Linked DNA regions of Zea mays: region 2 is linked to region 1. Evidence: chromatin contacts called from public HiChIP or PLAC-seq data. All regions are on one chromosome and are shown on one strand. Each heading gives the region's core, a stretch centred on a gene start, on an enhancer-like site or on the middle of the called end of the contact. The rest is flanking DNA. Distances are from core to core; before and after follow the strand shown.

Region 1 (3,827 bases), core at 666-3,165:
CTCAATCTTCTTCGTCAATTGTTCTTAGTCGATTCTACGCTGTCTCGGAACATCCTCTAAACACGCTTAGGGGGTGTTTGAATGCACTAAAACTAATAGTTAGTGGCTAAAATTAGTTGAAATATCCAAACACCCTAGCTAATAGTTCAGCTATTAGCTATTTTGGAAAATTAGTTAATAGTTAGGTAGTTATTTGTTAGCTAGCTAATTCAACTAACAAATTTTAGCCAACTAACTATAAGTTCTAGTGCATTCAAACACCCCCTTAATTTATTGTCGGGCTGTCGATTCGGAACACCCTAAGATATCTCTCCCAAGGTCGAGATCTAGATGGCAGCGAGAAGGAATAACACTCAGCGCCATCTCATACCGTCCGCGGCGCCTGTGCGGCGGTACACATCGAGTGCGCCAACACAGACTATCTCTGAAACGTGTGCTAATGAAACGTGGGCGTGACGTAGGATAACGGGCCGGGGGGACACTGTGCGGGGCCAGGTCTGCGAAAAGCAAATTGAATACACAGTGACACTGAATGATATAGAATCAATTCAACTCACGCCTCGTGCAGTAGGGCCGTGGTCTGTCCGGCGGCCGAGATCGTGTAGCATATCGCCGTAATTCGTAGACGATGTACCAGTGCCTTCAATGCCGGGCCGGGCCCTCCGCAAACTCGATCCATTCCATGCAGAGCCCCCCTTCTTTCAGCATATACAGCAGTGTGTTCTTCTTTCTTCTATATTTCAGGGACAACATTGCCATGGATCCGATGGTGTGGTAGGCCATGAATTGATGCCGGGGAGTGACGTCAAAGGTTCAACATTAATGGTCTATTCAATACGCACAAGTATTTTCACCCGATCCATTACTGTTTGGAACATGAGTGACTGCTTTACTTTACTGCTCCGATACACAAGTCATACAGTGTCGAGATTCCTTATCGTCTTCCCAATTAATTAATTGCATAAACAGTTATCATCATCAAGCTTAACCATCCACCACAAAGCTTTTAATTGTACGAGACTACGAGGGTTCATGCCGCTTATAACCGCGAACAATACTAATATATCGGTTTGATCGAACTTTATAGAGGTGTACAAGTTTACCCCCTCAAGTCATGATTCTCATATGAGAGTCATGGATCCCACATCACCTCTTTTAAAAAATATACCAGGGTCCTTGGAATTAGTATGCTATGTCGGTATTCGATTTGAGCAAACTCAGTTTTAAACGGTTTTGCATGAGCCGACTAAATTAGAGATTCCGTTTTGTTGGTTTTCTAAGTTCGAGTACCCAAATAATACACCATGCTAAGTTATAGAACCACTAATGTATTTTTACGCTTTTATTTTGTGTACCAAAAGTCCAAAACCTATTAGGTAATGGTTTGATATTGAGCTCTACGTCAAGATCCAAAAGCATCAAGGCGTTATCTACGTCAACGGTAAATCAGACCCCACACCAAACGCCTCGGCGTCATAAGACGTGCTAGCTCAATGCTGTGATCACTGATCTACATCATCAACAACAAGCCTAGAGTCAAACAAAAAATAAAGCATGCGTATTGTAAATATAAATATATTTTAAAAGCTAAAAATAAAAAATTCGGTCGTATAAGAGTATCTGTAATTGATGGCAGCTCGTGAGTGCTAGGGGTCACAAAAGGAAGAAACGGAATTTAGAAAGGAACCAGGAACGAGTGCAGAGCATCTCCCTTTCCCCACGCCACGAACACCACCCGCCAGTGTTGGTGATCAGATCACGGACATCCCCATCCTCCCTAATTCCCCATTGCCCGGCGTCTCCGTCCAGTACAAGAACCCAACACGCGGCAACAAGCGCGGCGCCACCCGCCCAGGCGGCCACCCACCAACTCTTTTTCTCTCTCTCTCTTACCTAAGCCAAGGCCCAGCCCCAACTCGCAGTCGCAGCCGCCTCCCCTGCTCTCTCTCTCTTTCTCCCCGTCTCTCTCTCTCTCTCTCTAAATAGCAGCGCCCGCCCGCGCCTTTTCCCGCTAGCCAACGCACGGCACCGCAGCACAAGGCACGGCGCGCGCGCCCGCCCGCCCGGTCTGCTCCTACGCCCTGCAGAGCCCTCGTCTTCCCCTCCCCGTTATTCCCGGGATTCCCCTGTTGCTGCGTGCGACTGCGCCCCGCCCCACCCACACCCACCTACCTACCTACCTACCACCAACGCCTCGGCTCCCCTCTCCAGCGAGCCGCGACCGCGCGGCAGGGGAAGCTTAGCACGGACGGGACCAGCTGACGACCAGGCCATGGGGAAGTACATGCGCAAGGGCAAGATGTCCGGGGAGGTGGCCGTCATGGAGGTCCCCGGCGGCGCGCTGCTGGGTGTCCGCACCCGCTCCCGCACGCTCGCGCTGCAGAGGGCGCAGAGGCCGCTCGACAAGGGGGACGCGGATGACGCCGCCGGACAGTACCTCGAGCTCAGGAGCCGGAGGCTCGAGAAGCCTCATAAGGAGCATCAGCCGCTGCCGCCGCCGCCGCCCGCCCCCGCAGCCAAGAGGGGCGCCGGGAGGAAGGCCGCCTCCGCCGCCGCCGCGCCGCACGCGCTGGCGGAGGACGAGGTCGAGGTCGAGGTCTCCTTCGGGGAGAACGTGCTTGACTTGGACGCCATGGAAAGGTGAGATTTTTCGGCCTCCTCTGCTCCGGCCCTCGTCCAATTTGTTCCTTCCGCCGCAAGGGGGATTGGTTAGGGTTTATGTTGGGAGTCAGGGTTCACTCTTTGTCTTTTGATTCCACTCGTTTAGCGCCGCCGCGGGGTATCTAGCGCTTCGAATTCGCAGTTGACTGGTGCCGACATTTGGGCGCCGAATCCCAATATTTTCCCCCCATTATCCTAACCAGTGGTGCGGAACGCTTTGTTTTGCGTTCCCGGGACAACGTTGCGGCCGACAAGTCCACTCTTTGGCTGGAATTCAACAACGCGGTAACTTTTTTTGCGTTCCAAGGAGTACAACGACGTTAATAGTTAATACCGTGCCGTTGCTCATTTCTTGCGTTCAAGCTCAGTTTCTCATGCGTCCAAAAATCACCTGTACTTGCCCCCCAAAAAATGAATATTCGTTTAGCGAAGTTCTTGTCGAGTAGCTAGCTAATATTCCGAAGTCTTGTTCATCGTAGCTGTGCCATTTGATTCACTTAACCTGTTCGTTCTAGTGATTGGACAAGTAATCCTCTACGTATAACCTAAGAGAATCCCAGTTTAGACACCTAACAGCTGCACTTTTTTTGCTCAAAGAAACAGGTAATCCTCAGTAAGGTGCCTGCCAAGTCCTTTTGTTATCGCACCCCATACAATCAAAAGCACATATCTTAGGCCTTACTCATCTTATCTTCTATTTTAAACTTTACTCTATGAACAGTGTTTTGCACTCGGTGGAATCTCGTCTGGTGGCCGTTTCCTAGTCGTTACCCATAGCCAGAAAGTTGCCTCCTTTCCCATTGTTCTCCATCTCCCCCTGGCCCCTGCCCTACAGGAGCAGTGCTTCGTCCGCTTGCATTTGCCCTTGTGCTGTATAGTTGCCTCTCGGTTAGTGGTGGAGCTGCTCGGCGGTGACCCTCCCAATCTTTTGCCCATCAAAGGCTCTTTTTGTAAGAAATTTCAGTCGCCCACTGCCCCCAAAGTCACCACCACATCCACATCTGTCGCACTCAAATCCCATTTCGTGCATGGCCGCTCGCTTGCCGCTGCCCTGTGTCTGGAAGGCAACTAAAATCGCATGGCATTGGCAACTAATAACTCATCATTAGCAGTGTACCAGAGCAGTCAGCGCCATTGAATGCTTCCTGCTTGTTTAGCTGCCTAGG
Region 2 (3,827 bases), core at 463-2,962, 240 kb before region 1:
TTTACTCTCTCTACTGAAGTTGCAATCTTTACTATTCTTAGTCTAGATTACATATGATTGGAACTTAGGTTGCATAACACTTTTTTATGGTAGAAATAGCAACACTTAGACAAAACCTAATGTACACATTTTAGATTGTTTATTTGCGTATGTTTTGTTCTATGGTTTTTTGTCACTTAGTTTAGAAATAAGTTTTTAGAAGCCATAATTCACCCTCTAATGTGTCACTGTTTCCTACACTCACGTCCATGGAGCATACCATGTATGCCTAAAACGCGCGTACATAAATTCACTCGTTGATGCTTGTTCAAAACACCGACAACCGATGATGGCGGGCGCAGAAGGGTTACTGGCAGTAGGGGCTAGCTCAAGGGTAGGCTAGCTCCAGCAAGAGTCCATAAAGCCTCATGTACTCTAAATATAGAGGACCAAACGGTTCTCTACGCTCTCCAGCAGCGTCCTCTAAATTTAGAGGACGCTGCTGGATTTTCTATATATAAAGTTTTTTTTCTAAATTGTCCTCTATCCATTTGAATACTTTAAATAACCGGTTTAACAAAACTAAAATATATACAATACATTTAAGAGTATGACAAATATGTATGTAAAAAAATAAAAAATAAAAAAGTCTTTAATATAGGTATTTGCGTATAAAGGATGTTGTTGGAGAGAAAGAAGATATAGAGGATAAAATCTTTTAGAGAAGATTATAAAAAACAGATATAAAGAATTGATATACAGTACGTTGCTGGAGACAGCTTTAAGTCGCAAGCGCAACGCATATACGATTTGGGGCACATCATCAACACAAGACGCATTGATGGGGGCTCGGTACCGACACTGCGCGTGCTCTGGCCTTCGATGCCCGGGGCTAGGAAAAAAAAAGAAGCCATTGATGCCGCTGAACGTGAAGCCAGGCCCAAAATGTTGTAGAATAACTTGGCGAGCCCCGAAATGTTTTAGAATATCTTGCTTCTACAAACTTTTGATGGTACTTGTGTACATTGTTTGTTTGTTCTAAACCGACCGCCCAGCAGGGTTTAATAAACCGTTCCCCCTTAAAAAACCATCAGTCATCGGGAACCGAAAACCGCTAATCTCGAATGGTTTGTGATTTTAAATCTGAAAACAGTTTTCGGTGCGACTCGAGCGGTTTTCTGTTGAAAAGAACCGATTTTTGGTGCGACTCGAGCGGGTTTCGGTTAAAAACTAAATATAAACATATAACAACACTAAAGAGTTTAGTATTTCATTATGCTTTTACGATTTTTTTATAAAGATTTTCAATTTTTTTAAAATAAAAGGTTGGGAAACCGACCCCGGACCGACCGGATCGGTAAAACCCACTGGTTTTCGCCAAATCCCGACCGAGAGTTTTAACCGCGCCGCCCGGGCACTTCACCACAGAGGCACACACATGGCGGCACGGCAGGCTGTCCATGCCAACCGGGCCTCATCCTCAACTGTGCCAGTGCCAGACTGCCAGCGCGAGTGCGCGACTCTGCGAGCGAGCGGTCGCCTCGTGCCCCACGCCGTGTGCCGGAAACAATCTGCATGGCTGGAGCCCACCGCTCCGACCTCCTTCATGCACCGCCCCGAGGCCCCCGACGCCAGCCGTGCTTGGCAGTTGGCATGGCACGGCCAAAAATCACGGCACTTCCTCCCATAAAAAACTTGGCTGGCCGCTGCCCCTGACGCATCGGCATCTGTCTCGGCACGGCCGTCCGATCAAATCGGGCTAGCACAGCACAGCCAGCACGCGCCGCGCTCAGCGCTGTACTTGCACAAAATATCGCCTTGCTCACGCGCTGTCTAGCCTGTCTGGACTCTGGATTAGTATATCCTTGAGCGCAGACAAATCACCCCCTTCCTCCTGTTCATTTCCTCCTGCTCCCCTCTCCTCCCTTCCCCCCCTCCTCGCCGCTCGCCGTTGAAGAGGTAGGCCCACGGGCCGGCGAGAATGGAGGCGGCGACGATGGTGTGGACGGCGGCGGTGGTCGGGGCGGGGCTGGTGTACTGGTTCGTCTGGGTGATGGGCGCGGCGGAGGTGAAGGGCAAGCGGGCGGTGGATCTCAAGATGGGATCCATCACGCGGGACAAGGTGCAGGACAAGTACACGCAGTACTGGTCCTTCTTCCGCCGCCCCAAGGAGACGGCCACCACGGCGGCGTCGGCGGAGAAGGTGCCGGCCTTCGTCGACACCTTCTACAACCTCGTGACCGACATCTACGAGTGGGGGTGGGGCCAGTCCTTCCACTTCTCCCCGTCCCTCCCCGGCCGCTCCCACCGCGACGCCACGCGCGTCCACGAGGAGCGCGTCGCCGACCTCCTCGGCGCCAGGCCGGGCCACCGCCTCCTGGACGTCGGCTGCGGCGTCGGCGGGCCCATGCGCGCCATCGCCGCGCACTCGGGATCCAACGTCGTCGGCATCACCATCAACGAGTACCAGGTGAACCGCGCCCGCGCGCACAACCGCAAGGCCGGCCTCGACTCCCCGCGCTGCGAGGTCGTCTGCGGCAACTTCCTCTCCATGCCGTTCCCGGACGCCTCCTTCGACGGCGCCTACTCCATCGAGGCCACCTGCCACGCGCCCAGGCTGCAGGACGTGTACGGCGAGGTCTACCGCGTGCTCAAGCCGGGGGGACTCTACGTCTCCTACGAGTGGGTCACCACCCCGCTGTACCGCGCCGAGGACCCGGACCACGTCGAGTGCATCCACGGCATCGAGCGCGGCGACGCGCTCCCGGGGCTCCGCCGCCAGGACGAGATCGCGTCCATCGCCAAGGAGGTCGGCTTCGAGGTGCTCAAGGAGCAGGACCTTGCGCTGCCCCCCGCGCTGCCCTGGTGGACGCGCCTCAAGATGGGCCGCATCGCCTACTGGCGCAACTCCCTCGTCGTCCGCGTGCTCACCATGCTCCGGGTCGCGCCCAAGGGCGTCTCCGAGGTGCACGAGATGCTCTACGAGACCGCGCAGCACCTCACCCGCGGCGGCGAGACCGGCATCTTCACGCCCATGCACATGGTGCTCCTCCGCAAGCCCGCCGCCGCCGCCTCCACCGAGGAGGCCAACTAGTGTAAGACTACACACCGCCACCAATCAGTTACTACTCGCCCACCGCAAGGGGGAGAAAATGGGGAGGGAGGAAAAAGATGCAAGCAGCAGCAGCACCAGAGGTAAGAAGAGCAGGCTAATCGGCGACTTGAAGAAGTTACAAATTGATCTATTAGAGAAGAAGATACTACTAGGAACGATGCTTCTCTCCGTTTACTCTTTTCCCTGTTCGTAGCTTTGAGTTTTAATTTTTGTTTTTTGGTGGACGGATTGTTCCGGGGAGGTCGAGGTTGGGATCTAAATTTATTTTCAATCGGTGGAGATCCATCTATCAGCAGCAGCAGCAGCAGCCATGTTTTCTCTCCAACAATACACTGGAATTGAATTCCTAACGGGCAGATCGGATCCTTGAAATTGAATTTAATTCTAATAATATGAATTTAGATAAAGATCTTTTAAACTAACATAGTTTTATCTAAAATATATTTATGTACTATTGTTATCGGAGATATTTATGTGATACATTTTTATTTTTATTATAGAGATATAGAGAAATAGGCTGAATAACATCTTTTAAGGTTTATAGCATCTTTTAAGTTGCAAGTTTATAGTATAAACATATTTCGTTGATACATAATATTATTTCTTATACTTCGTTTATAAATTTGAGATAGATTTATATTTAATCTTTGGAAATAGATGAAGTCTCAAATTCTAAATCAAATATACTATTTTATTAAGGAAATTCTAATTCACGATCCATTTATTTTTTAGG

What was found. HiChIP or PLAC-seq counts read pairs in DNA pulled down with a chosen protein or histone mark.
Region 2: an H3K4me3 HiChIP or PLAC-seq map of leaf shows a contact between it and region 1, with 2.4 times the contacts expected there. The contact joins the promoter of LOC100282753 here to the promoter of LOC100193847 in region 1. A contact is called at or near these places in 3 of 25 Hi-C or Micro-C datasets (bundle sheath, leaf and tassel) and 1 of 3 datasets of contacts at active chromatin or transcription factors (leaf).

Annotation. Positions count from the first base shown.
Region 1 is chr9:158,376,255-158,380,081 of Zm-B73-REFERENCE-NAM-5.0, forward strand. It overlaps LOC100193847 (cyclin dependent kinase inhibitor), which reads left to right and starts at 1,916. Exons shown (of 3, transcript NM_001138928.1): 1 at 1,916-2,640. The coding sequence starts at 2,273.
Region 2 is chr9:158,135,897-158,139,723 of Zm-B73-REFERENCE-NAM-5.0, forward strand. LOC100282753 (24-methylenesterol C-methyltransferase 2) reads left to right here and starts at 1,713. Exons shown (of 1, transcript NM_001155659.2): 1 at 1,713-3,498. The coding sequence starts at 1,961. The coding sequence ends at 3,073.